Linked DNA regions of Gossypium hirsutum: regions 1 and 3 are each linked to region 2. Evidence: chromatin contacts called from public Hi-C data. All regions are on one chromosome and are shown on one strand. Each heading gives the region's core, a stretch centred on a gene start, on an enhancer-like site or on the middle of the called end of the contact. The rest is flanking DNA. Distances are from core to core; before and after follow the strand shown.

Evidence for each region. Hi-C and Micro-C count contacts between places; a contact is called where the count stands out from the background.
Region 1: a contact with region 2 is called in a Hi-C map of leaf, with 2.2 times the contacts expected there. The contact joins the promoter of LOC107909692 here to the promoter of LOC107909690 in region 2. A contact is called at or near these places in 10 of 34 Hi-C or Micro-C datasets (callus, fibers, hypocotyl and 1 more).
Region 3: a contact with region 2 is called in a Hi-C map of anther, with 4 times the contacts expected there. The contact joins the promoter of LOC107909693 here to the promoter of LOC107909690 in region 2. A contact is called at or near these places in 6 of 34 Hi-C or Micro-C datasets (anther, callus and leaf).

What each region holds. Positions count from the first base shown.
Region 1 is chrD02:60,579,543-60,583,748 of Gossypium_hirsutum_v2.1, forward strand. LOC107909692 (L-tryptophan--pyruvate aminotransferase 1) reads right to left here and starts at 2,604. Exons shown (of 5, transcript XM_016837315.2): 1 at 2,238-2,604; 2 at 1,696-2,008; 3 at 560-840; 4 at 136-437; 5 at 1-47. The coding sequence starts at 2,344.
Region 2 is chrD02:60,714,879-60,719,320 of Gossypium_hirsutum_v2.1, forward strand. It overlaps LOC107909690 (pentatricopeptide repeat-containing protein At1g60770), which reads left to right and starts at 1,449. Exons shown (of 2, transcript XM_016837314.2): 1 at 1,449-1,849; 2 at 2,250-3,722. The coding sequence starts at 1,622. The coding sequence ends at 3,497.
Region 3 is chrD02:60,563,500-60,568,087 of Gossypium_hirsutum_v2.1, forward strand. It overlaps LOC107909693 (AP-1 complex subunit mu-2), which reads left to right and starts at 2,604. Exons shown (of 11, transcript XM_016837316.2): 1 at 2,604-3,013; 2 at 3,223-3,369; 3 at 3,511-3,573; 4 at 3,701-3,877; 5 at 3,968-4,071. The coding sequence starts at 2,885.

The DNA of each region.
Region 1 (4,206 bases), core at 1,354-3,853, 130 kb before region 2:
GAGATTGTCACAGTTCAACCCGTCCTTGCTCTTCAACCATGCAAAGGCTGTACCAGGAAAAAGAAACCGAATTTCACAAGTTAAATGAAATACCTGTTTTCATTATATGCCAAAATGATATGATCAGTCATTTACCAGGGCTTGGATCAGTGTATTTGCCAATGAAGTTGCAGTAATCTTGAGGGTACTTAGGCAGACTGAAAACTCCATTGCGTTTAACCACCTCACGCAGCTTTTCCCATCTATCAGACATGAGCCGCTGTCCATATTCAAAGAAATTTTCCTCTTTATCAGGAGCAGAATTCTGGCAGTCGTCACTGATCACTTCGAGAATCTTGGCAGCACGGAGTTGGGATTCTTTCGACACCCCAATGCTACTCAGCTCCATGAACTTAACCATCTTGGTTGCCACTTCTATATCCTTAACGATAGCCCATCTGCAGAATAAAAAAAGCTTACAACTTGAATGATCAAAACATTTCGCAAAAAAAAAAAAAAAACAAAAACAAAAACAAAAAACTTCCATCTTCTCGATTATTTCATGGCAGGAGATTCTTACCCGATGCGGGAACCAGCATGTCCAGTGGCTTTGGAGAAGGTGAAAAGCATAATATCATTATCAGCCTTACCAGTAATGGGGGTGTATTGAGGCCAATAGTAGGCTAAGTCGTGAATAAGTTTACCACCATCACGATTCACCACTGCTTCTCGAATTGCACCATCAGGATTGTTGGGCGAAGTGACCACCTCTATGTATGCTCCATCTTTATCAAAGGAGTAAGCATCGCCTGCCCATTTGTACAGCCCTGAACGGAGGAAGTCCGTTTCCTCTGGATATGACTGTGAATTCAGAGGTAAATTTTAGCAAACAGATGGTAGGCAACAAGCGGAAAAGACGAGGTAGTGGCAGCACCAGGTTTAATTTCATCTTTTGAAGAAACTAGAGACATGAAACACATGAAAATGTGCAAATCATTTAGAATATCTCCATGGTCTCCGGCAAACGTGCGTAACATGAGTAATGTCTGGCTTTTGTATCTCAAAAACCGCTTATAATATAGTGTTGAATGTTTATGGTTGGGTATTTTTCCGCAAACAACCATGATGGAGTCCAATCACCCATATAAATCCTAGTTGGCGCTTAATAAATTTGATTAAGCTTGGCCCATGAAATGTCATTTTAATCATAAACATGGTGTAGGAATTTTTAAAAAAAGCCGAAAGGTGAGTGGGTTTTCTCACCAGACCGTGGAGAATCTGGGGTTGACCCACCACATGGTTTCAAAAGCAAGACATGTCCATGTTACCATGTTCGCCCTAAGATCCAAAAACAATGCTTGCATGCATATGTTTGATAACTAATATGTTTTTAAGAAAACATGTTTGTTCCATTGTCCCCATTTCTTTCTCAGTAATTTGTCTATTCCGCTTATGACAACCCCTTAATGCAAACGTTTCCCAATGTCATTGAAAAATGGAACCGAATGCATTAATGGAAGATGTTCTAATAAACATGGAAACACCCCTTGGCCCGTCCCTGAACCACCCTCATTCAATAAGATAAGAACCTAATAAATCCAATACGACAACATTGATTTTGATTTAACTGGGTTAAAAGAAAAAAAAAACAAAAAAGAAGTCAAAATCTCTCGTGTCAACCAAAATGAAGGGTTAAAAGTTTATCAAAGGGCTAACCGAGTAGAAAGGGGCGGCGGCGACGACGCTGAGGGGCTCAGTGTCAGGGTCGTAGGAAGAAGAGAGGGCGTAGAGCACGGCCTGGAAGAGCTGGGTTGAGCCATTGCCTACCACGATATATCGATCATCGTCAACCACTGCATTTCCAACGACGCAATGCAACCTCCGGATGGCACGATCGAGCTCCGGCATCAAAAACCAGCAAAAGTGTCCCGCGTTGCTGAAGTAGCTCATCAAATTATGGCCAGAGATCACGATCGTGCATTTCTCTCCCATTTGCCTCCAGTATGACTCGTACATGGTAGGATCACCACTGTGAAAAATAGAAATAAAACCAAATCCTATTATCATGCTTTCGGTTTAGCCAATAAATCTAAAATCCCTCGCACTGCATGCACCAATGCGGGATTTAAGTGGAATACTGATTAATGTAACAGTCACAAACCCCCCACAGAAAGGGAAAAATAATAAAATAGAGGTGAAAATGATTGAAAAGAAAAACATGCAATAGCCGATGAAATCAATGCAGGCGATGGACAAACCGAGCGAAGTTGATGACACGGTCGGAGGAGAGAGTAGTGGGTGCCTTCTTGGCGGAGGTCACGACGGATTTCGTAGCGGAAACTGCCTTCTCAAAGCCGACCACCATCTTGGCTTCTATAAAAGTGAATGTGAAATTATACTATTTTTTTTTTCTTTAGCAAGCAAATAATGTTTTGGGGTATGATGTGGACGGAGGATGGATATGGGTTTATATATATAGGGGGACAAAATTCAAGAGCTCAATAGATGCATGAACCCTAATTCATTTTATATTGGTTTCCAATAAACATGTCGGATTCTGGTTTTTTGAGTGAATCAAACCAACGAAAAATTTAACAATGAGGCCTAAAAGGCAAAATATCTCGGAAATATTAATGACGATATCCAAAGATGTACTTACTATAATGGAGAGTTATCTGTTTTAGACTTGGCACTAAGTTAAGGTGTTGAGTAGATTCTTCACAAAATTACAATTACTTCCCCTTTTTTAGGATAGTTTTCAGTTCATTGTGTTTTCATTATTCATAAATGTATCCTAAAGATATTTATTGCTAATATATAATTGATAATAATTGATTGAATTTTAATTTTGAAAAGAAATAGAATTCAACTTTCCATAAAAAAATTATATCCGTAAATGATGATTAAAGTTACAATGCATAAGAACCGATAGAAAACTAGGACTTTCGTCCCATCGCCCCTACAACATTCATATTTATTAGAGGTGGACATAACCTTTTGCTTATGGAATCCCTTATTGAGGGAATAAAATTGAGGTGCTAAATCAAATCAAAAACTTGAGAGGGAGGGCTCTCTTCTAGCCTAGAGCCGTTTAGGAGACTTCACTGCTATTAAAAACCTTGAGGACAAAAAAATAAAAGAGAACCAAGTTGTACCAAGAAAATGCATCTTTTAGCTAATGGATTGATGATTCCAATCGCATAGACATGCACATTAGTGGAGGTGCTGTCACTTGGTCTAATAATTGAATAGGCATCTAGGCAATCCAGTAAAAGTTAGACAGGATGGTATGTAAGGAGAAATGGATTGATCTCTTTTCTTCGGCCTTTGGAGTTGCTGACCCACCATCCACTCGGATCACTCTCCCATCAATAACAACTTTCACTATAGAATGTTTAAGTTCCAGCTCAAATGGACCTTGGATTAAGAATACGAAGAGCTAATTTAAGGGAAATGGCTAACTCCTCGTTCTCTCAACTCTTAAATCACCTTAAATGAGAAATTATTAGCCATTCACCATGGCTTACAAGCATGGAAACTCTAGAAGAAACATCGACTTCCTCATAAAAAAGACTTGCTTATATCCAAGAAGAACCACTCACTCCTAAATCTAAAGAAGAAGCAATGAAGATAAAACGTCAACTTGATAAATTATGGAAATGGAGGAATGTCATTAGCCCCAATGCTCTACAATCCAATGGTTCAATCAACGGAATTGTAAGACATGCTTCTTCCATGCCACCACCCAAAATCATAAAAGGTAAATGCTATCCACCGGCTCAGAGGAATGGATAGAATTCAACACTATCCTAGAATTCAACAAGGTTCTAGCATGGAGGGTTTCTCACTTGAAAGCGGATGAGCTAAGGAGGGGTGAGCAAAATTCGATTCGAAAAATTCGATAAAAAATTTAAATTTTGAATTAAATAATTCGAGTTATTTGAGTTAATCGAGTTATTCGGATCAACTCGAATAATTTTTTTTGGTTTAACTCGAATATGAATTACACAATTCGAGTTATCCGAAAATCTGAATAAGAAAATACAAAACTACGTCGTTTTGATAAATTTTTATTTTTTCTAAAGTTAAAAGTCAAAACCATTAAGTTAAAAGACAAAATTATATTGTTTTGATAAATATTTACCTATTAAGTTAAAAACTAAGACTATTATATTGTTTATGTAGTTAAATAATTTTGTACTTCGTCTACTAGATAAATACTTGGTC
Region 2 (4,442 bases), core at 199-2,698:
ATGTATTTCATACTTTTTCTTTTTTAATTTTTATGAACTTTTCATTTTTTATAATTTTTAAATTATTTATTGACATAATATATTAAAAAAATTGGTGTCAAGTCAACCTGAAATCTTGTGAATTGCTGCCACGACAATATCATTAAAAAATTAATGTTTTAATCAATATTTCCGTTAAAAAAATAATTTGACCCTTGTTTAAAAATTAATGATCAAATTTAACTAAAAAATAAAAATTAAATTAAATATATATATATAACCATTAAAAACTAAATTTATTATTATTAAAAAATAAATAAATTTATATTTTATAAATAATTCAGTCCAATTTCATCATAGCTCCCTTTAAACCAAGTTCTCTAACTTCATCACGTCCATCAGTTTCTTAAGCTTCAAGAGCACATCTACTTTAGCCGGTCTGGTAAAAATATCTACGACTTGGTCTTGTAACGAACAAAACTAACCAAATCATGAATCTTATGATAGTGATCTCAATATTCTTGTTGTATGCGTGAAATACTGGCTTCTTAGACAAAGTAAATTAGCCTATCTATTATGATTAATAACTTATGTAATTTAATTACTTGATAATTCGATTTTGTAGTTTCGTATGCGACACGTAAATTTTTCAAATAAAATTTTCAGGTTAGCTTGATTTAGGAAATTCAACTTCGAAATTGATTTTTTTTCGATACCAATAGAAATCACGTCATTATATTTGAGACATTTAGAGTTGTTTTATGAAAAAGAAAATAAACTGTAGAAGAGAAGTAAAAGAAGAACTTTCGATCAGTGTAGACGGTGCAAATGGAGAAGGTCATATAGCAACAATTTGAACAGTTTAATGACCTGTATGAAAATTTTTAAATAATTTAATGACAATTTTATAACTTCTTGAAGTAACTAAAAAATAAATTTATTAATAATTTAATAATTTTGAGATGTAGTTTAAAAAAAAACTCTAAACTTTTGATTCCATTGCTTATTTTGCAAACTAAAACATTTGAACGCATTTCCCTAATCAGTATTTGATTATCGGTATCTGAATACATTATTTTTTTAGAATAAATATCAAAACTATATATGAATTATGGTTTAATGTGCAGTTGTATATATGAACTTTGATTTTGTGCAATTTTATACATGAAATTTTGATTTGATCCAATTCTTGTAAATTATTAACACAATTATTGATATAACATCATTTTATGTTTATATATTACATACATAAATAATTATATTTATTCAATATTAAAATAAATTAATATATTTATTTAAATATGTATAATTAAATCAAAATTAAAATTTAAAATATACATTTAAACAAATTTACGTATATAATTTTATTTTTAACCTTACCACGAAATGGAAGCCTCAAAGGATGAAGGCCACATTTTCAATTTCAAATGGTTCACATATAACAAATCGAAAAGCCGAAGTTTTAAGCCCAAATCCAGAAACCAAAGCCGGCTCGGCTGGCTCCCTCAGTTAATCAGGGCGGGGGGTGTTGTTCAGCAAGGGTTTTTCTTTCATTTCCCAAAATTTCTTTCACCAAATGAATCCAAAATAAATAATAAAAAGAAACCCTAAAACCCTAACCCCGTCTCACTCAACCAAATCAATGGCGTTGATGCAGCAATTGGGACGGACCAAGAATGTGACGAGAAGGTCAAACAAGTACTTAGAAGAAGCACTTTTCCAACGGCTTTTTAAGGAAGGCGGCTCGGAAATTAGCGTGCGGCAGCAGCTTAATCACTTCCTCAAGAGCTCCAAGCGTGTCTACAAATGGGAAGTAGACGAGACTCTCAAGAAGCTTCGCCACCGTAAGCTCTATTTCCCTGCTCTCAAGGTTCGTATTCCTTTTTTGGATCAAAGCCTGGGGTTTGTATTGCGAAATTTCTCTTATGGTGTTCTAATAGATATGAAACTTTGTTGATTTTGTCTAATGAAGTAGTGCGAATCTTGGCCCTTTTTTATTTTTAATTCCTTTGGCTTTTGATTACGCGGTATAGTTATTTACAAACTACGACTGGGTTATATTGTACAATCAAGTGAAAGAGATTCAGAAGCGTTTTAGGATAGACAATGTACTCATATTATCATATAATTCTCCTTTTGTTGTGGAGATTGCATATAATTGTTGCTAATACTTGGTTCAGAATGTTCTTATGAATGTAGGTTTCTATGTTTGATTTCAATACTTCCTAATTCAAAATGGATTATGTATGTCATTACATTTGTATTTACAGCTGTCTGAAATGATGGCGACTAAGCGGGGCATGAATAAGACTGTTAGTGATCAGGCAATCCATCTTGATTTGGTTGCCAAAGCTCAAGGGATTCCTGCTGCTGAAAATTACTTCGTCGATCTTCCTGAAGCATTGAAAAACCATCTAACTTATGGTGCCCTTCTCAACTGTTACTGTAAGGAATTGATGACTGAAAAAGCTGAAGCTCTGATGGAAAAGATGAAGGAACTTAACCTTCCTTTAAGCTCTATGTCTTATAATAGTGTCATGACTCTTTACACAAAGATTGGCCAGCCTGAAAGGGTACAAGAAATTATACAGGAAATGAAATCATGTGGTGTCATACCAGATTCATTTACGTACAACGTTTGGATGAGGGCTCTGGCTGCTATGAATGATATTTCTGGGGTTGAAAGAGTTATTGAGGAAATGAAGAGAGATGCTGAGGATGCTGATGATTGGACAACATATAGCAATATAGCATCAATTTATGTTGATGCTGGCTTGTTTGAGAAGGCAGAGAAGGCACTTAAGGAATTGGAAAAGAGAAATGCCCACAGAAATCTTTCTGCTTTCCAGTTTCTAATTACATTGTATGGCCGAATGGGAAATTTGCATGAAGTTTATCGAATATGGCGTTCGTTGAGGCTCTCTTTTCACAAAACAGCCAATATAAGCTATCTGAATATGATTCAGGTGTTAGTAAACTTGAAAGATTTACCCGGAGCTGAGAAATGCTTTAGAGAATGGGAATCGGGTTGCTCTACTTATGATATCCGGATTGCAAATGTCTTAATTGGAGCTTATTCCAAGGAGGGTTTGCTAGAAAAAGCTCTAGAGCTGAAGGAGAGGGCCCGTAGAAGAGGGGCGAAGCCTAATGCCAAAACTTGGGAGATCTTTTTGGATTATTATTTGAAAAATGGAGACACCAAGCTGGCTGTTGATTGTGTGGCCAATGCAATTTCCACTGGCAGAGGAGATGGCAGAAAGTGGGTCCCATCATCTGAAACTATTGGGACAGTGATGCGTCATTTTGAGCAAGTGAAAGATGTTGATGGGGCCGAAGGTTTTGTAGAGATTTTAAAGAAAGCTGTAGACCGTGTTGGGGAGGAAGTGTTTGAATTATTGATAAGAACTTATGCAGCTGCTGGAAGGACAAGTCCCATGATGCGTCGCCGTTTGAAGATGGAAAAGGTGGAAGTGAGTGACGCAAGTAAGCAATTGCTTGAAGTGATTTCGGTTGAGTGATTTTTCTCTAATTTGTTGTTCTAAAGTTCTAATTCCTGGAGAAGTGATTTTCAATAGCTATAATTAGCTGCTGTTTTTTTTTTTTTTATAATAAAATGCAATTGGTAATTATTGTGTTGAACCAATGCACAGTAGTATAGCATGATCCATCTCAAGTTCTGTTTTTTTTGTGAGAAGATGTTAACTCGTATGATATGTTATGAGATAGGATCTTTCTTTTTTTCATCTTTGTTACTGGCAATTTATACTAGATTTTGAGGTACATTACGGCAGCATGCAGTTGCTTCATTTATCTTAGACTAGGATACTGTATCATGCACTTTCTAGTCACGATGCTATAGTTACTACATGGCTATGTGCTTCAGCCAATTCGTGAGAGTTGTGGCATTATAACTGGATCTAGAAGTGTGTATTGGTCCCTTAAATGAAGCAAGGGGAGTCTTAAAGGCGAAGCTGCCATGTCCTCTTGCCTTCAAGAATCTAAAGCTCCTGTTGGATTATACCGAAAGTGGGATAAGTTGTGGTATTGTGTCCGTATCTGCCATGATGCTTGGTTTTTATCTTGGACCACCTAAAAGGACCCCAAGAAAGCAGAAGCTTCCTTAGATTCTTAATTATCTATTGGATAAATAAAGTTTCCAATTCCATTCCTTTAGAATCTCGACTTGTTTCGACTTTCCTACCACCTAGAGCCCTGCTTTAGCATGTTGAAAACAGTCCTACACCGATGGCTTGAACCTAGTAATCTGACCCTTAGACAGTGGTGCAGAAGAGGGGCTCTTAACTTTACCAAACCATTTCTTAGCAGTTAGAAGTTACCAATCGCCATGAGGTTGAAGAAAGCATCACCAAAATGAAAGGTGAGGATATCAAATAAAGAAAGATGCATGGTTTTCAGACACTGGAAAGATATAATGATGTTGCTATGTTTTGTCAGCTTTGTGG
Region 3 (4,588 bases), core at 1,354-3,853, 150 kb before region 2:
CACTCAAAGATTTGCTGCAGAAAATATTGTTCTTGAAGGTGATGGTGAAAACTTGGATGAGCTATTTCCAAGAGTTAATTTGCAACCATTCACTGATGATGAGTTGGAAAATGAATCTCCAACACCAACTCCAAGTCAGAATGTTCAATGACATGAGGGTGGTGAGCAACAGAGAGTGAGAAGGTCTACCAGAGAAACGAGACAACCTGAGTATCTCAGAGACTATGAGGTGCAGCTTAATCATTGCAGTATCACTTTTTGTTTCTTTGTTGGAGCGTCTGATGAAGAACCAGTAAGTTATGAAGAAGCCAAAGGCCATTCAAAATGGGAGGCAGCCATGGAAGAAGAAATTGAAGCTTTAGACAAAAATGAGACGTGGGAGTTGGTTCCTAAACCAGAAAATTGTAAACCGATCACTTGTAAATGGGTTTTTCGTATGAAGAAAAAATTGGATGGCACCATTGATAGATTTAAAGCTCGTTTAGTGGCTCGTGGTTTTTCTCAAAATTATGGATTGGACTACGAGGAGACGTTCAGCCCAGTAGCAAATATGGTGACTGTGAGATCGATTATTTCGCTTGCTGCGTTTAAAGGTTGGAGACTATGGAAGCTTGATGTAAAGAATGCGTTTCTTTACGGAGATTTAGATCGTGAAGTATTTATGGAGCAACCTGTTGGCTTTGTCTCTAAGGAATTTCCCGATCGTGTTTGCCGTTTGAAGAAAGCGTTATATGGCCTTAAGCAAGCGCCACGAGCATGGTACGGTAAAGCTGCTCAATATCTCATTTTTTATGGCTTTAGAGTTTCTGAATCAGATTCTAGTTTATTTATAAAATTGGAATCAGGTGCATATCTCTTGGTATTATTATATGTTGATGATATGATAATAACTGGAGATAATGATCAGAAATTTGTAATTTGAGGAATGACTTGTCTGTTCGTTTTGAGATGAAAATTTTGGGGGAGATTGGAAGTTTTCTTGGTCTAGAAGTGGAAAAATCAGATCAAGGTTACTTTGTTTTTCAAAAAGGCTATGCAAGGAATCTCTTGGAGCGTTTTGGTATGGGGGAGTCGAAAGAAAAAGTTACTCCAATGGAGCCGAATTTGAAGTTGGAGAAAGATGATGGGAGGCCGTTGGAAGATGCAAGGAAGTTCCGATAACTTGTTGGAAGCTTAATCTATTTGACCATTACAAGGCCTGAAATTTCATACTCTGTTGTGTTGTTTCTCAATTTATGCAGAATCCAACAACTATTCATATGGATGCAGCAAAGAGTAATTTGGGTTATGTTAAAGGAACTATTGATTATGGTCTTCTATACAAGAGATGTGATAGCTTTATGTTGAGTGGATTTATTGATGCCGATTGGGCTGGAGATACAAACGGTCGTCACTCGACTTCGGGATATTGTTTCAGCATCGGTTCAGCAATGGTTTCTTGGTGTAGCAAAAAGCAAGGTGTTGTTGCTTTGTCGAGTACCGAAGCCAAGTATGTGGCAGCAACTATGGCTGCACAAGAGTGCATTTGGTTGAAGAGGTTGATTGGAGACATATGCAAAGTTGATTATGCTGTAAAAATCAAGTGTGATAATGAAAGTGCTATTAAGCTTGCATCGAACCCGGTTTTTCATGCTCGAACGAAGCACATCAAGGTTCGACATCATTTTGTTCGAGGAAAGGTTCTAAGTGAACAGATTGAGCTTGTAAACATTCGCACCAACGATCAAGTGGCTGATATTTTCACTAAGGCTTTGGTGAAGCCTAAGTTTCAGCAATTTAAAGATGCTCTTGGAGTTCTTAATCGTAAGCATGCACTAAGGGGGAGTGTTAAAAATTAGTGCATCTTACTGGATTTTTTAATTTACTTATTTTCTTTATCAAATAAGTTGGTTCCTATTTTATAGGTATATGATCAGATTATGTTTTGTTAGTTGAGGTTTTAGTGGGCTATTAGTTGCGGGTTTTTTTAGCTTTAACGTTACATGTAGTTAAGCTATTTATATGTCATTTTATCTAATGTAATTTTGTATTTTCAGTAATCAAAAATGTTCTTCAATACTTTGAGCTTTTCTTGTTATTAATTTTTTCATTACCTCGGTCATTCCCTTTTGTTTTATAGGCAGGGGCGTAGCTAAGGGGATTGACAAGGGTCCCGACCTTCTTAAAATGGAAATTTTTTCATTTAGACCTTTTAAAATTTTAAATTAGTTAAGATATAATTATACTTTGGATCTCTTAAAAATGATAAAAATTTGATTTAATCATTTAAAAATTATAAAAATGTAAACTAATTAAAATGGTAAAATAATATTTTTATTATCGTAAAAATTTAATTTAATTTTGGCCCTCTAAAATTTTATGTTAACTTTACCCTGGATGTAGGACCCTTTTGAATGAATGGCACATTTATTTACGATTAATATAAAGCCAATAATAACGATCAGATTAAATATTATAGTTAGGAGGTAAATTATATGTAAATTAGATTGTCAAATAAAGTAGGAAATGTCGAAAACAACTCACGATATTGGCGCGTGAGTTTCAAACGAAATAAAGCGACGTCGTTTAGAAATATGAAGTCTAAAAACATTTGGCACCGGGAAAAAAAACACAGGTATGGGAAGATGAAGGTTGAAGCCTTCCATTTAAAATCTGAAATAGAAAGAAAAGTAAATTAGTGTGTATGGAGAGGGCAGATCGTAACGATCATTAACAAAATATGGTTCAGCTTCAACAAGCTAGCTCAACGTTGCACTTCTTTCAGTTAGATCTTTCTTCTCGCTTCTGATTCAAATCAGATCTTAAGAAAACCGTGAACCGCATCGATCTGATCTGCAAAATTACTAGGGATTTCGTAGGGCAAAAAATATAAACGAAAGAAGAAATGGCGGGGGCAGCATCTGCACTATTTCTTCTAGATATAAAGGGCCGTGTTCTGGTGTGGCGTGACTACCGTGGCGACGTCTCTGCTGCTCAAGCTGAACGCTTCTTCACCAAACTCATCGAAAAAGAGGTTTTTTTTTTCGTGCAATTTCAGATTTCAAATTGATATTTTTTTTCCCGTTTAGAATAAATATATTTCTTCTCTTTGTTGCTTTAAATTTTTTTATTTTTAAAATTTGAATTAAGCTTAACTATACTTCGAATCAGTTTTTAAATTGATGGTGCTCAAAGTGGTTAGCGTATTATTGAATTCGGTGGACCTTTGGATTTGGTACGCAGGGAGATCCGCAGTCGCAAGATCCAGTGGTGTATGATAATGGAGTTACGTACATGTTTATACAACACAGCAACGTGTACTTGATGACTGCAACAAGGCAGAATTGCAATGCTGCCAGTCTTCTTTTCTTCCTTCACCGTGTAGTTGATGTAAGCCAATTCGGTAATTTTAGTTTTATGCCTTCTTTATTTTGAAATTTTCAATTGCATTAATTTTTTTTCTAAACATTTTTTAATGCAGTACTAATATGTGATCTCGATTCTCTATATTGATCTGAATTAATGTTTCAGGTTTTTAAGCATTATTTCGAGGAATTAGAAGAAGAATCGCTTAGGGATAACTTTGTTGTAGTGGTATGAGGAAATCAAACTTCCTTTTCTTTTTCAGGATAACTAGTTCCAGCTTTGGTTGTTGGACCATATTGGTTTATAATCTTAGTAGAGGAGTTTATAATTAGCTCTTTTTTTATGCATTTTCCAGTATGAGTTACTTGATGAGATTATGGATTTTGGCTACCCCCAATACACTGAAGCAAAAATACTTAGTGAGTTTATCAAGACTGATGCTTATAGGATGGAAGTTACACAGAGACCTCCAATGGCAGTTACAAATGCAGTCTCTTGGCGGAGTGAAGGAATAAACTACAAGAAGAATGAAGTAGGTCACTTTTTTTATAGTTGTCGTTTTTGAGTTATTTATCAACACATTTGAGACACTAGCTTATGAAGATTCGTTCTTTAATTTCAGGTGTTTTTGGATGTGGTAGAAAGCGTGAACATACTTGTCAACAGCAATGGACAAATAATTAGGTCAGATGTTGTTGGGGCGTTGAAGATGAGAACTTATTTGAGGTGTGTTTTCTGGTTGTTTGATGATATATGGTATTTGTCCATCTTAAGGGAATATGCTTTAGTCAACGCAGAACTCTATCTTTACTTCTAGAGTGTAATTGCTTATTTTCGTGAATAGATTTAAAATGGGAATATAAAAGAGTGTCAAATGTAGCAAAACTTATATTTAAACAAATATTGCATATTAGAGAGAATGATGATACTGTGTAATTTGCAAGTTGCAAATAAAAGTTAAGCGGATATCAATTTCTTTAGGAAAAAAGGTGATGCTGATTGAAGTGGTCGGCAATTGATATGATGAGACCTGGATTTAAAGATATATATTATATATCTTTCTGCAATCTTGAAAAGAGCATTATTAATTTGGAAGAGGAAATTGGTGTCTCTCCATCACAATTTTGCACCCTTGTTTACTGCACCATTCATTTGAAACTTCCAGTTGCTGTGTCATTCATGCCGGTAATGCTGGAAGCTGTCAAAAGTTTGGCATGTTCTGTCTATGCTATATGATTGTAGG